2 separate regions of the Gossypium arboreum genome follow, and region 2 is linked to region 1. Evidence: chromatin contacts called from public Hi-C data. All regions are on one chromosome and are shown on one strand. The core of a region is the stretch at or near the end of the contact, and the rest is flanking DNA. Distances in the headings are between cores, read along the strand shown. Region 1 has its middle 12 kb from the start of LOC108486641. Region 2 holds the start of LOC108457414 (dof zinc finger protein DOF1.4-like).

Region 1 (6,378 bases), core at 2,953-5,452:
GGACCTTATAATTTCTATTTCTAACATAATTTCATAACAAGTTTTACATTTATTCAAGTTGGTTCGTAATGTAACAAAGCTAACAATCAAGCTAAATTAAATATACAATCAAGCCCTTTTCATATACCAAGCTTAAAATTGATCAATTTCAAGTCTAATTCTTCAAGAAATCAACAATGACAACTTTCAAAAAATTTAACAGTTTTACAAATTGATAAATGGGTTAAGCTAAATCAAGCTTCCATGATCTCAAATTATAAGAAAAAGGCTTGAATTTACTTACTAAATTATGGTCGAATATTATAAAGCTTTCCTTAGGTTTTTTTTTCAAGGGATGGCAAGAAGACAAAGATGAAAGATGGGAATAACATCTTTCTCCACTAACTTTGTATATATAGTTAGATTAAGGTTTAATTAAACTAAATTAATTAACATAACATGACTTAATTAGCTTAAATCATCCACTAACCATTCTTAATGGATTTCATCATCATCATCCACAACCTCTTATATAAAAATGGTTTAATTATCATTTTGGTCCTTTGGTAATTGCTATTTAATTCCCCAAGCATTTGACCAATTAAAAATCTATAGCGATTGAAATTTTACAATTTAGTTCCTAATCATTAATTAACTATTAATTCAATGAAATTTCTTAACCAAAATATGATGTAACGATATATTATACGCGTAAATATTAATATTTAATATTTTCGGATTCAATTTATAGAAATGAGATTCCAAAATCATATTTTCGGTATCACTGAAAATTAGGTCTTTACAATACTCAAGGTATTCATTATATTTGATTGCACGATTCGACATTCATGACTTGCATGACATTCAATACATATTAACAATTCATTCATACAAGAAGTTTCTTAACAATGAATTAAGCTTTGGACTTGCTTAAGGGATATCTTCTGAGGTATATTGATATAATGTTTTTAGTAAGCTTCAATTGTTTGAGGAATTTTTTAATGAAACTTTTGATGTAAAATTTTCAAGATAGTGAGTAATTTTTATTCTCATGAAAATGCTTTTATCAATTTTTTCTAGAGAAAAATTTTGGAATAATGAAATTTTTAGTTAAGCAAATTTTGTACTTTTAATTTCTCATAAAGATATTATCAGATTTCCCTTGAAATGTTTTTAAAACCCTCTCTCAAGGGTGCTCTCAAATCATCCTTGAGATGTTCTCAAAACCTCTCTTAGGGAGACTTTCATATCTCCCTTGATTCTGAAGATCTCACAAGATATTTTCAAACATCTATTGATAATTTTTTTAAATCTCATACAATATATTTTCAAACATCTATGATATTTTTAGATAGAATTTTTTTAAATCTATCATATAAGAATTATTCCACATCCAGGCAAATTTAATCACTCAGTAACATGTTTAGGCTTCCATTAAAGTTTATTTTCTTGTTTTAATTTTCAAAGAGTTTTGAGCTTCTACCAAAGTGAATTTTTACTCATTTGAAATTGTTGAATTATTAATACTCTTGTATTGCTTCAAAAATTTGAATCCCTTTTATAAAAATGGCATGAGCATCAGGATCACCGTCAACGTCTCTTCAATTCTTCTTTTTTAAATTCAAATTTTCTTTTAGAAATAGGTAAAGCCTTGAGATTTTTGTCTTTGCATATTTCTAATTTTCAATATGATATGGAATAATTAGTAACAACGACTAGCTGTTTTTGTAATTCTGCTAATTTCAGTATTGTAATGTAACGGTATTTTTGTGCAAGTGTACACAATCGTTCAAGTAGTAAGTAAGTAAAATGAGTTATCGTCTCCGCAGGGACTGTGTATGTTAATCGATTATTTGTAAAATTATAAGTTAAAAATTTGGTGGTTAAAACACAATACTTTGAGTGGTGGATGATTACATTAAATTATCTAGATGCAAGATGATCTTTATGCAATTAAATCTAAATGCAAATGATCTAAATGCATGAATGGATTTTAGCAACAAAAACACAATTTCAACAATCAATAACATAAATAGGCTAGGATAATCATATTAATCAATTTAATTCATTTTCATCATGCTTAACAGTGTTCGGAAAACTTTCCATGGCAAGTCAATCTTTCATGAGTTTGGAAACCAAATTGAGTCCTCTCAGATATTTTACTTAATGAAACATGCATTTTACTGATCATATTAACCTAAGGGTTTCTTAGTATTTATGCAAGGTAGCAGGGACAATTAAGTTTAAAACAGTTTAATAACATAAACCTAAAAACTATGCAAGATAATAGAGCTAACTAAAGATATTATGAACCTCTAATTTAATCGGGTTTAATGATCCAAATTGAGCATTACACTTTTCAATTATGCGTCTACTAGCTGTCGTTTGGTTAGGATTGCTCAGCTAATCTAAATGCATCCAATCACGTATGAATGAAATACATCTTGATTTTAATTGAAAACATGATCGACTGAGGCACAAACACGTTAAACATGAATCAAATGAATATTGTTGGCTTAACATAATCATCCTAGCTAAAAATTAAGCTATCATTGTTGATTGCAAGATCAATAAACACTTAGCAAACATGTTTAAATTAAACAACAAGGAGGAAAGAGTAAACTCTAATTCAATTCAGTAACCTTTTAGATCTTTCTGACTGAGGTGTTTCTTCGATCCGCCCGTTGCTCCTTTGCTAAGGGTTTCTCAAGGTGGCCGGAGAAGAGATGGTCTTGACAAGGCTTTTGTTGGCTAAAGAATGGAAAGGAAAATAGAGTGGCTTGGCGTGGAAATAAAGAAGGGAAATGAGAGAACGAAGGAATGAGACATGCTTGATGAATGAATGGATTAATGGATGATTTAAAAGATGAAAGGTGCGCAGTATTTATAGGTGAAGTTGGTGGCTGATTTTGCTAAAAATAGCATCACATCTCTCTTGATTCTCTCCCTCCTATAGCCGGCCATGATGCGTGGAAAGGTGGGTGATTTAGTTGCTCGATTTGAGCACAAGATCATGCTTTATTTAGCTAGGGTTGGACGGTTTCTCAAGCAAACCTTGTGTGTCAATTTCAAACATTCTACCAAGTGCAGGGACCTCTAAATAATTGTCCCAGAGTTTATTTTTGGCTACCCAAGTGTGGTTGCTGAATTGGGCTTGTCTCCTCTTGGATTGGACGGCTCCATGACCCAGTAAATTTGTAGACTGATCCAACATATATCACCATTTTTTATTGGGTTAAGATGATAATTAAATGATCCAATTTTGCATGGTTGTTGTCGTCCAATACATGAGAAAATAGCTCATGTCTATGCACATTATAATATAATTAATTTATTGAATCAACTCTATGGCCCTATTGCATGAAAAAATCAACATATTAATAAATGACATGAAATAATGTAATTTATGCATAAAAATCATGTAATAAAGCACAAATTTGTATATTTTATAATTTTATGTCCATTATTAACATTTAAGAAAAATTCACTTAATTTATTAGCAATTAATCAAGATTAATATAATTATTAAGTCAAAAGTGGTAAAATATATAGAAAAATCCTAAATAATTATGTACATGTAGCAAAACGCTGTGTTTTGGAATTTCAGTATTTTAATGAAAGGGGGAATTAGATCAATACTTAAAACAGTGAGTTTTGGGGCAGTAGTCGTACAAGTGAAGCGGTGCATTTTGAGCTTATTTCTATTACTACCAAATTGTTAATTTCTGTCTGTTACTCACCATTTTTATGGACCAATTAGATATAGGTGAGGCAGTTATGAAGATGCACATTTTCACTCTGAAATCTTGTCCTCTCTTCTCTCTGTTTCTTCTTTCTTTCTTTATTTTTTTTGCTTCGAACATTCTTTCCTCATCAAAGGTATCAAAGCCAACACGATTCTCATGGCCAACAGTGGAATCGCTATGCGCCTACAAAAGGAAATAGGTCTGCTGCAACATGAATTTTCTCATCTTGACAGCAAACTGGACGCCAAATTGGATGCCAAGTTGGATGCCCGGTTCAAGGACTTTAGTGACAAGTTCAAAGGTGAAATCAGGGAGAAATTAGGACTGAGTTGCATTCATTCCTTGAGCAATACTTTGGGCAATTATCTACCAGTGCTCATGGAATGGGTCAAGATCGAGGCAAGGGACTTTGGGCACAACTCCACCAAGGTTTCCACCTGAGGATAGATTAGCTATGTCACCAGCAGCAGATGTGGGGCACTTGGGCACTCATTCTCAAGTCAACATAGTAGATTTTGTGGGAAAAATGTTTCAGTTGCAACGTCCTCGCTTCGATGGAAAGAATTTTCGAAGCTGGTGGTCCAAACTAGAACAGCTTTTTGAGGTTAAGAATGTAGGAGATCAGGCTAAAGTTCGGATGGTAATGCTGAATCTGGAAGGCAGAGCCCTTGATTGGCATTTTTTCTTTGCATAATGGCATCGAGGTCTTCATCATTTTACTTGGGAGTTGAATGCTCGGGCACTACAAAAAAGGTTCAAATCTACTAGGGTTTTGGATCCCGTAAATGAGATGGTAGCTTTGAAATAATCGAGCACTATTATGATAACTTTTTAAGCCTCTTGAACCAATTGCATTTACCAGAAAGTTATGCATTGAGCATTTTTTTTTCACAATCTTAAATCTGAGATTGGATAATATTTGAGGTTATTTAAACCTACAACCTTAGTAGAAGGGTTAACGATTGCTCTGCAAATGGAGGATATTGTAAGCAATGGTCCTAAGAAAAATACTCCTATAGTGGGTAACTCTAGTTACTCCAAGCCCTTGTTTCCTCTTGTGAAAGCATACAACAACCCTGGGCACTTCCTTACCTCAGGGGATTATCACTCCATGGTTACTAGTTCCAAAACACCTATTAAGGTCATCTCCCAATCTGAAATGGATGAAAAAAGAAAAAAAAAGGTTTATGTTTTTATGTGCATCCAAATATACACCAGGGCATAAATCTATTAAATCGCATCTTTGTCAACTGGTGATTGAGGCTTCCATTGAGCAAAATAATGAGCTCAACAGTCCTTCTTCTGAAGAGTTCCAAGATTTCCCTAAGAATTGGAAACCATGGAATGTGAAGTTGACTCGGTAGCTCCAGTGTTGTCCTTACATGCCCTTAATGGCTCTCAAGGTCATAATACGATGAGGTTGTCAGCTCGGATTGGTCACCTGAAGGCTATTATTCTTGTTGATTCTGGTAATACTCACAACTTTCTAGATTCCAGGTTGGTGAGAAAGTTGCAATTACAAGTAGATCTTACATGCAAGCTCAAAGTGATGGTTGCTAATGGTGTGCAACTAGCAACTCAAGGGGTTTATCGATCAGTGGCCTGGGAAGCACAAGGGTATAAATTATTCACTTAACCTTGTGATTTAGTTCTTGGTATTCAATGGCTTCTATCCCTAGGGTCCATTGTTTGGAATTTTTCTTCTCTAACCATGCAGTTTGAGCATTTGGTGTAGACTTGTACCCTTCAAGGAATTCTTCCTATCGGTCTTCAAATTTTGTTTGGTACTCAATTGTCCAAGTGTTTTAGCCTGTTAGGACAAGGTCCTAGTCCTATGTTACTGGCCACCACAACTCAAGCAGCCTTATCCTTGCTATCTCAGCCCTTACACCAGGATATTTAGTTGCTCCTAGTTGAGTTTGCTGATGTGTTTCAACTTCTTGCAGGATTACCACCTGTTTGAATGCAATATCACATAATACCTCTTTAAGATGAATCTTAAGTGATCAAGATCAGACCCAATCAATATCCTGCTGTTCAGAAGAATAAAATAGAAAGGCTTCTCAGGGATATGCTACAAGCTGGGATAGTGAGGGACAGTAATAGTCCCTTTGCATCACCAATTGTTATGGTGAAAAAGAAGGATGGTAGTTGGAGGTTATGTCTGGATTATATACAGCTTAACCAACTGATTATAAAAGATAAATTTCCAATACCAGTGATTGAGAAACTCCTTATCAATTGGGACAAATTGTTTATTTTTTAAAGCTAGACCTGAGATCTGGTTATCATCATATCAGAATGTGGGAGAGTGACATCTATAAAACAACATTTAGGACTCATGAAAGTCACTATGAGTTTCTGGTTATGCCATTTGGCTTGACCAATGCACCTTCCAGCTTTCAGTCCCTAATGAATAGTATTTTCAAACATTTGTTGAGGAAATCCGTGTTTTTTTTTTTTTGACATTTTGGTGTATTCTGCTAACTGGTCAGAACATTTGAGACATTTGAGGGAGGCTCTGAGTATATTGAGGCATCATCAGTTGTATGCTAAGAAGGGAAAATGTATTTTTGGTAGTACTCGTGGAGTATTTGGGGCACATATTATCTAGAGGGTTAGTCTCTATAGAAGCAACAAAGGTTGAAGGGGT
Region 2 (7,033 bases), core at 3,761-6,260, 540 kb after region 1:
CCTTAAAAATCATATCTCGAGTTTCAAAACTCGGAAACTGGTTTCGTAAATTTTCCCTAAATTTAGACTCATATACCCATCCATGGATTTATTTTTAGAATTTTTGGTTGGGCCAATTGGTACAGTTTATTAGTTAAAGTCACCCATATTACAGGGATCGACTGCTCTGACGTTCGTGCGTTACAACTTGGATATCTCTCTGTACAGGGCTTTAATACTGGTTCCGTTTGTTTCTATTGAAACTAGACTCAAAATGGAATCTGTACATATAAGGCATGACTCCTAATTCTTTCTGGATAATTTATGGAAAATTTTCAAAGTCGCGACAGGGGTCCCAGAAACCGTTCTGGCCCTGTCTCACGAGAACTTTAATATCTCTCAATATACTGCTCATATGGTCGTTTCGTTTCGTCCATATAAAAATAGATTCATCAAGGTGCAATTTCATAATTTACTCACTATTTAATTCTACTTCTACTATTTTAGTGAATTTTCAATCTCATCTCACTGCTGCTGTCCGCAACAGTTACTGCAGTAGACTATGCCAATTTCATGAATCTTTCCTTGGCCTTAATCATCCATCATACATGACACAAATTATGGGCACCATATCGAAATTAGAGTTTCTAAGACTCGTGGCTATAGGTTCTAGCATCCCACTCGATGACCACATAGGCCATTTTCACATGGCTTAAAGTTTACAACCCACAATTCGACAAAACAAAATAGCCTATACATGCCAAATGTTCTTCAACAACAAAAACAATACCACAAGATTTCAGCCGGTGTGATGACTCCAACGACGGCCCCGATCACGCAAACAATACGAGTCCAAGAGACCTAAAATGGGTGACAAGAAAACACCGAGTGAGTTTACAACTCAGTAAGTCATAAGCATTCATTAATCCACTGATAAAGTTACTACTACATGTACAACAAATGAGGCTAGGTACTCGTCCATATCGAGTCTATACCATAATACCTCGGACCTTTCGGTCCAATCTCGTACCAAGTCATACATCCACATTTCATATTCTACACAACAAGATAATCGAAACATTTTTACACATTAACTCATTTTCCAGCACAACCATACAATTTCAATCATCACATAGATTTAAGGCTTACCAAATTCAACCCCAAGCATGAACGTATTCTCTATTCGTCATGAGCTCGAGGTACTTACCCGATTCGCTGTCCGGGATTAACTCGATAATGTCGCACACTCAGTGCCAATTGTAATACAAGAGCATATAGTGAATCCGCACACTTAGTGCTATATATTTTCAGCTCGCACACTTAGTGCTATAGAATCAAACTCGCACACTTAGTGCTGTACAATTTTAAACCCGCACACTTAGTGCCAATCTTGTCACCGTGTCCATTTATACCCGCACACTTAGTGCCGTGACCAATACCTTATGCATTTTGCTGCCTTTATACATTCAACAATGGCATCATTCCATACACATACATTTTCATTTACACATCAATTCATTAAACACAATTGCATATATATTATGATCATTTAAATCAACACCAAATATATGCTTAATGACTTACCTTGTGTTAGGTAAAATAGTTCCAAGTCGGCTACTCGATGACCTTCGATTTCCCCTTGTTGGACGCCTCTCCTTTAAGATCTTGAGCTAAATCAAACAAATTTACTTCTCAATCAGACACATACACACGGCAACCATATACATTTCAAAGGTCAATTTATTCGTATCATTTGTCCATATATTAGCTTTTAACGCATTTGGTCACTAGGGCGACCATATTTAACTTTCAAGCATTCATTTCTAATTTTAGTTAAACAATGCCGAATGCCATTAGCTACTAATGACACACACACACACATATAAGCACATTTAGCATTTGATACATTCGGCCTTAGCATAATTTCATTAAGAGTCCCCATTAGCCACTTCACTCATCAATTATCTCAACTACTTGATAATCCATACTTATCATGCTAGCGAATATTTCTTATTCAAGTTCATCATCTTCATATTCGCACTAACATCACAATCTCATATCATGGCCGAATGCTCCTCTTAAACTATTGTTCATCTAGATTTAGCATGAAACAACAATCATCACCCTTGTTAGTTACCCTAGCCGAAAAACTCACTTATTCAAAAACCAAGATTTCAACATGGGTTACCTAAAGAACTTGATAACTAGTTCAAATTTCATCCATCTAACTTACTAATCAAATGTGTACAACATTTCCACCATCTTCTTTAACATCTACCATGGCCGAACGTTCATATCACCATAATTTTTCAAAGATTTCGGCATGGTTAAATAAGGGGCTTAGAATCTAGCTTAAAACCATGCTAAGATTTAAAGAGCTAACTTGAATTCTTACCTTAATTTCCAGCTCAAGGTGGCTGAATTTCTTCCTCTTTTTCCTCTTCTACACGGCTAAGAAGAACCAAAGTATGAAGCCTTTTCCTTCTCCCTTTTTTTTTTTTTTTCGGTCATGCATGAGAATGATGGACACATTTTTTTTTTCTTTGTTTTCTTCCTTTAATTTTTCATTAGTTTATTTCCCATGCTTCTTTTTTTATTCCTCCTTACATAATCCATTAGCTAGACATGTTTGAAACATGTTTCCCTTGCCCATAACTTGTCATGGCGGCCACTTATCCAAAATAAATGGAGTATTTGACATGCAACTCCATTTATTTTACTTCATTCTTTATTAACCTCTTAAAATAGCCACATATATTTAAATCCCTTCACATGAGTCCTTTTTCTTTCAATTCACAATCAAATTAACTAAATCAAAGAATTCAAAATTCACACATGTATTTTCACATATTCTAGACAATAAATATTACGTTTGAACATGTCGGTGACTCGGTTTAGCGGTCCCGAAACCACTTCCCGACTAGGGTTAAATTAGGGATGTCACATGTGTTGGCTTACTTTAGCATTTGATTCATTTTTGTATAAGGCCATGGAAAAATGGCTAATATTGAAAGTTATTATGTGAATGCAAGCTAGTCTTTCATGAATGTGAAATTGTTGGCATGGTTGAATATATGTGATGTATATAGGTCTTGGCTATGGTTGTTTGGTTGTGAAAATCATATTAAGTTAAACTTTGATATGTTGGTTGTTGTTATATTGTGTTTTAGGGTGGCAAAAGGCTTGGTAGATAGCCTCATATTGTCTACACGGGTAGACTCACGGGCGTGTGTCTGGGCCGTGTGTGACACACGGTTAGCCCCATGGGCGTGTTGTTCAGCCGTGTGTCCCCTGCACGTAAAATTTGCAACTCAGTATACATGGTAGTAAACACACGGGCAGAGACACGGCCGTGTGTCTCAGCCGTGTGGAAGACACAGTTTCTGGCCACGGGTGTGTGTCTTGGCCGTGTACCTTAAATTGGATGCTGACGTCAGAAACAGAATGTCAAGGTTTTTAGACATGGGCTAGGACACGAGCATGTCATGGCCGTGTGAGGGACACGGGCCATAGACACGGGCGTGTGTCAGGCTGGGTGAAAACCCCTGTAAGTTCGAATTTAAAATTTAATTCACATGGGCATGGGACATGGGCGTGTCCCTAAATACTTACACGGGCCATCAACACAGCTATGTTATAATGACCACACGGGTGTGTTGCCCTTCCACACGGGCGTGTGCCCTGTTTCAAGAATCATTTTTTTAAGTCGGTTTAAGGACCCGAGTTGGTTCCGAGTGATTTCTAATGAATGTTTAAGGCCTCGTAGGTCCGTATTAAGAAGATTAATCAAGGTTCGAAAAAGTTTAAATTTGATCACGTCTTGATGACTCGGAAATGATCGTGTGCTTGTGTTAAAGTTTAGTAATGCCTCGTATGCCGTCTCGGGGTAGGGCACGGGTGTGGAGTGTTATAGGTTGCATAGTTATCAAGTGGATTTTTTTTAAATTTTAAAATATCAGACTAATAAATTTAAAAAATATTTTAATTATGTTAATAATTGAACTTAAAATTTTAAATTTAAAAGATTAAATTTCAAAAAATTAAAATAGAAAAACTAAATTATTGTGAAGAGAATAACAACCTAAAGCAGATTTTAACATAACTATCATCTTTCAAAAATAGTAATATGAGCCAAGATTTGGTTGAAGTATTAATTAAAACTTTAATCCAACACTCAAATAACATGAATTCAAACCTTGTAATCACTTACCTCTACCAATATTATAACGATAAAAAAAACTAAATTACACCCTAAATCTGATTCGCTCGGGGTTCATGTGCGGAACAGAAATGAAGTGAATTATTGACTTTAGACTTCTTTGCTTCTTCTGCCATTTTAGAGAAAAGAGACAAGTCAATTTCATGGATGGTGGTGACTGCTAATTTGACACCAAATGGGCCCTAATTAACTAGCTACAAACCATATATATTTATTTATACTATAAATATAGCAATAGCTTCAAATTTCTACGCATGGATGGTATTGGCTACTCTTTTTATTAGAAGGGGTATCATTATAACCATATTGATTATAAACTATACAAGACAAGATGATTCTTACATTTAACTCTCAAATTTTCATAATTTCAATTTTATCATGGCATGGGCTACTCTTGAATCTTTGATGGCAATAATTTTACCAATTTAGCTATAAGAATATTATGGAAGAGTAGATTATATTTTATTTATTTTACTTTAAAAATAAGTAAATTAATCCCTTTGTATTATATTAAAAAGAAATAGACTATTTTATTAAAAATTTCAATCCTTTCAGTTGTTAACAATTGATATTAATGATGAAATAATTAAATATTTTTATCACGGTGTATTATTTGTTTCTCATACTAACATAAAATGATTATTTTTAATAATAAAATAGATAAAAAATTTTAAAAATATTAATTTTTCATATAAAATTAATTAATTTATTTTAAATGAAAACACAAAATAGACTGAACCTCGAGGCGATACATCATTTTCGTAGATATGGCGGAGCCAACGCGTGCATGCAAGTGGTTAACTAAGTTACAGTTCCTTAATACTTAATATAGTACAACATGAAACTCTTTACCCTTCTCTTTACAGATCATTCAATCACTCCACTATCAACGGTCCACCAAATCCCACGTGTCACCAACCCGCACCATCACCTTCACCCCTAAGCAACTCTCTTTCTCCATTTCCTTTTGCTCTATAAAGTTCTTTTGCACCATCACATTACACCACACAACAAACAAATTTCATTAATTTTGATTCTCTTTTTTACCTTACTAACTCATACTACAATATTAAATATTATTATTATTCCCTTTGTATAATATGAACGATGGAGAGGGCGCTCAAAGACTGCTCATTTCTCATCACCTTCTTCCGATTATCTGATCCCTTCTTTCACTTCCATTCAAAAGCTTGAAATTTTTATGGTTTTGAAAGAGCTTCTGAAGTTGACACACACACACACACATATATAGAGATAGAGAGAGAGAAAAGGATGGGATTGAGTTGTAAACAGGTTTCCAGTGATGAGGTTGAGTGGATCCAGGGCCAGTCTTTGTTGCAGGCTCCAACTATGGAGCGTCCAAAAGCTTCATCAATGAAAAGGCGACATCATCAAGAAAACCAGCTGCAGCAATCGGAACCGCCATTGAAGTGTCCAAGGTGTGATTCTTCCAACACAAAGTTCTGTTATTATAACAACTATAACAAGTCACAACCTAGGTATTTTTGCAAGACCTGTAAAAGACATTGGACTAAAGGTGGTAATCTTCGCAATGTTCCCGTTGGTGGAGGCCGTAAAAACAAGCGGCATCAGACATCCGCCGCCGCTTCTGCCAGTAAAACAACCACTACTACGATCAAAAGCTCCACCTCTTCCGCTATTCAACCGCATCAGCTTCCGCCTGCCGATCAAAAGTACATACCGAACATCAAATTTCATTCATCGTTGCAGCAAAATTCTGTAAATTGCAGAAACTCGGAGAGAGAAAATTTCAGCACAAACAATGGAGTCTGCTTGGATTCTACCATGTCTCAAGGCTTACAGACTCCATTTCCTTTGCCGTTTCCATTTTCAAGTTCAAGCTCATATTCTTTGGAAACATCCCCATCTTCAATATCAGCCTCGTTTCAGTCTTCGAGTCTCTACAACTATAGTGGAGAAACGAGGGAGGATCCAACAGGTTCACAGACCTGGCAAGAACCTATTACCAGCAATGGCATTGAAATGGCAAACTACTGGAATTGGGATGATATTGATGCACTTGTCTCTACTGATCTCAACATTCCATGGGATGACTCTGAGATCAAACCATGGAAAGATCTTTAAACCATGCATATATATTAATTATACATGTTGTCCGGTTCAATTTTTTTTCTCTCTTAAAAATATTTGTTACTCTAAGAATTCTTTTTTTTTTTTGGGGGGGGGTAATTTTCCCCTTTCTGAGATTGATTAATTAACTAGAAATTGCCCCGGAAATGTTGAGATAGATTTTTTTCCTTCTATTTTTCAATATTTTGTTGTCATTTTTAATCTGAATATTAGTAACAAGAAAAAAAAACACTTAGATCAGACAGCTTATTAAAGAAACATCAAGAACCAAAAATGGAAAAAGAAAAACTAAAATCTATGGTTATATATTAATTGTTAACTTCATAGAATGCTATGTTTTGTTTTTGTTTTTTTAGTGTTATTTTTTGTTGGTTGTTTAAGGTTAAATGAATGAATTTATCTACTTTAACTAATTTTTATTTTTAATATTATCTAAAGACACATGCTATGTCTTACTTCTACTTGTCGAATTTTTAATTCCACTTACCGGCAAACAATAATTTTTCTTTATTTTAAATACTATAGTCTATCACCTAAGGTTTAACATTCTACAATTAAGTCGAAATTATATATGAATTTTAATTAGAATAAAATTTTGATTAGGTTTTGAAATGTTTATATAAAATTTTTATTTGATTCATTTATATATTTTAAAAATAAATAGATTATATGAATTTTAATTAGAATAAAATTTTGATTAGGTTTTGAAATGTTTATATAAAA

The links. A called contact is a pair of places that touch in the nucleus more often than the background predicts.
Region 2: a Hi-C map of leaf shows a contact between it and region 1, with 4 times the contacts expected there. The contact joins the promoter of LOC108457414 here to the enhancer-like site in region 1. A contact is called at or near these places in 2 of 5 Hi-C or Micro-C datasets (both in leaf).

The regions. Positions count from the first base shown.
Region 1 is chr6:43,640,794-43,647,171 of ASM2569848v2, forward strand. No RefSeq gene overlaps it. Among protein-coding and RNA genes, the nearest start is that of LOC108486641, 12 kb to the left of the region's middle. Within about 2 kb of position 4,203, at least 2 of the 2 cell types and tissues checked have an H3K27ac peak or open chromatin away from gene starts, as enhancers often do. A contact at or near this core is called in leaf, where this site is marked.
Region 2 is chr6:44,178,378-44,185,410 of ASM2569848v2, forward strand. It overlaps LOC108457414 (dof zinc finger protein DOF1.4-like), which reads left to right and starts at 5,011. Exons shown (of 1, transcript XM_017756466.2): 1 at 5,011-6,467. The coding sequence starts at 5,471. The coding sequence ends at 6,304.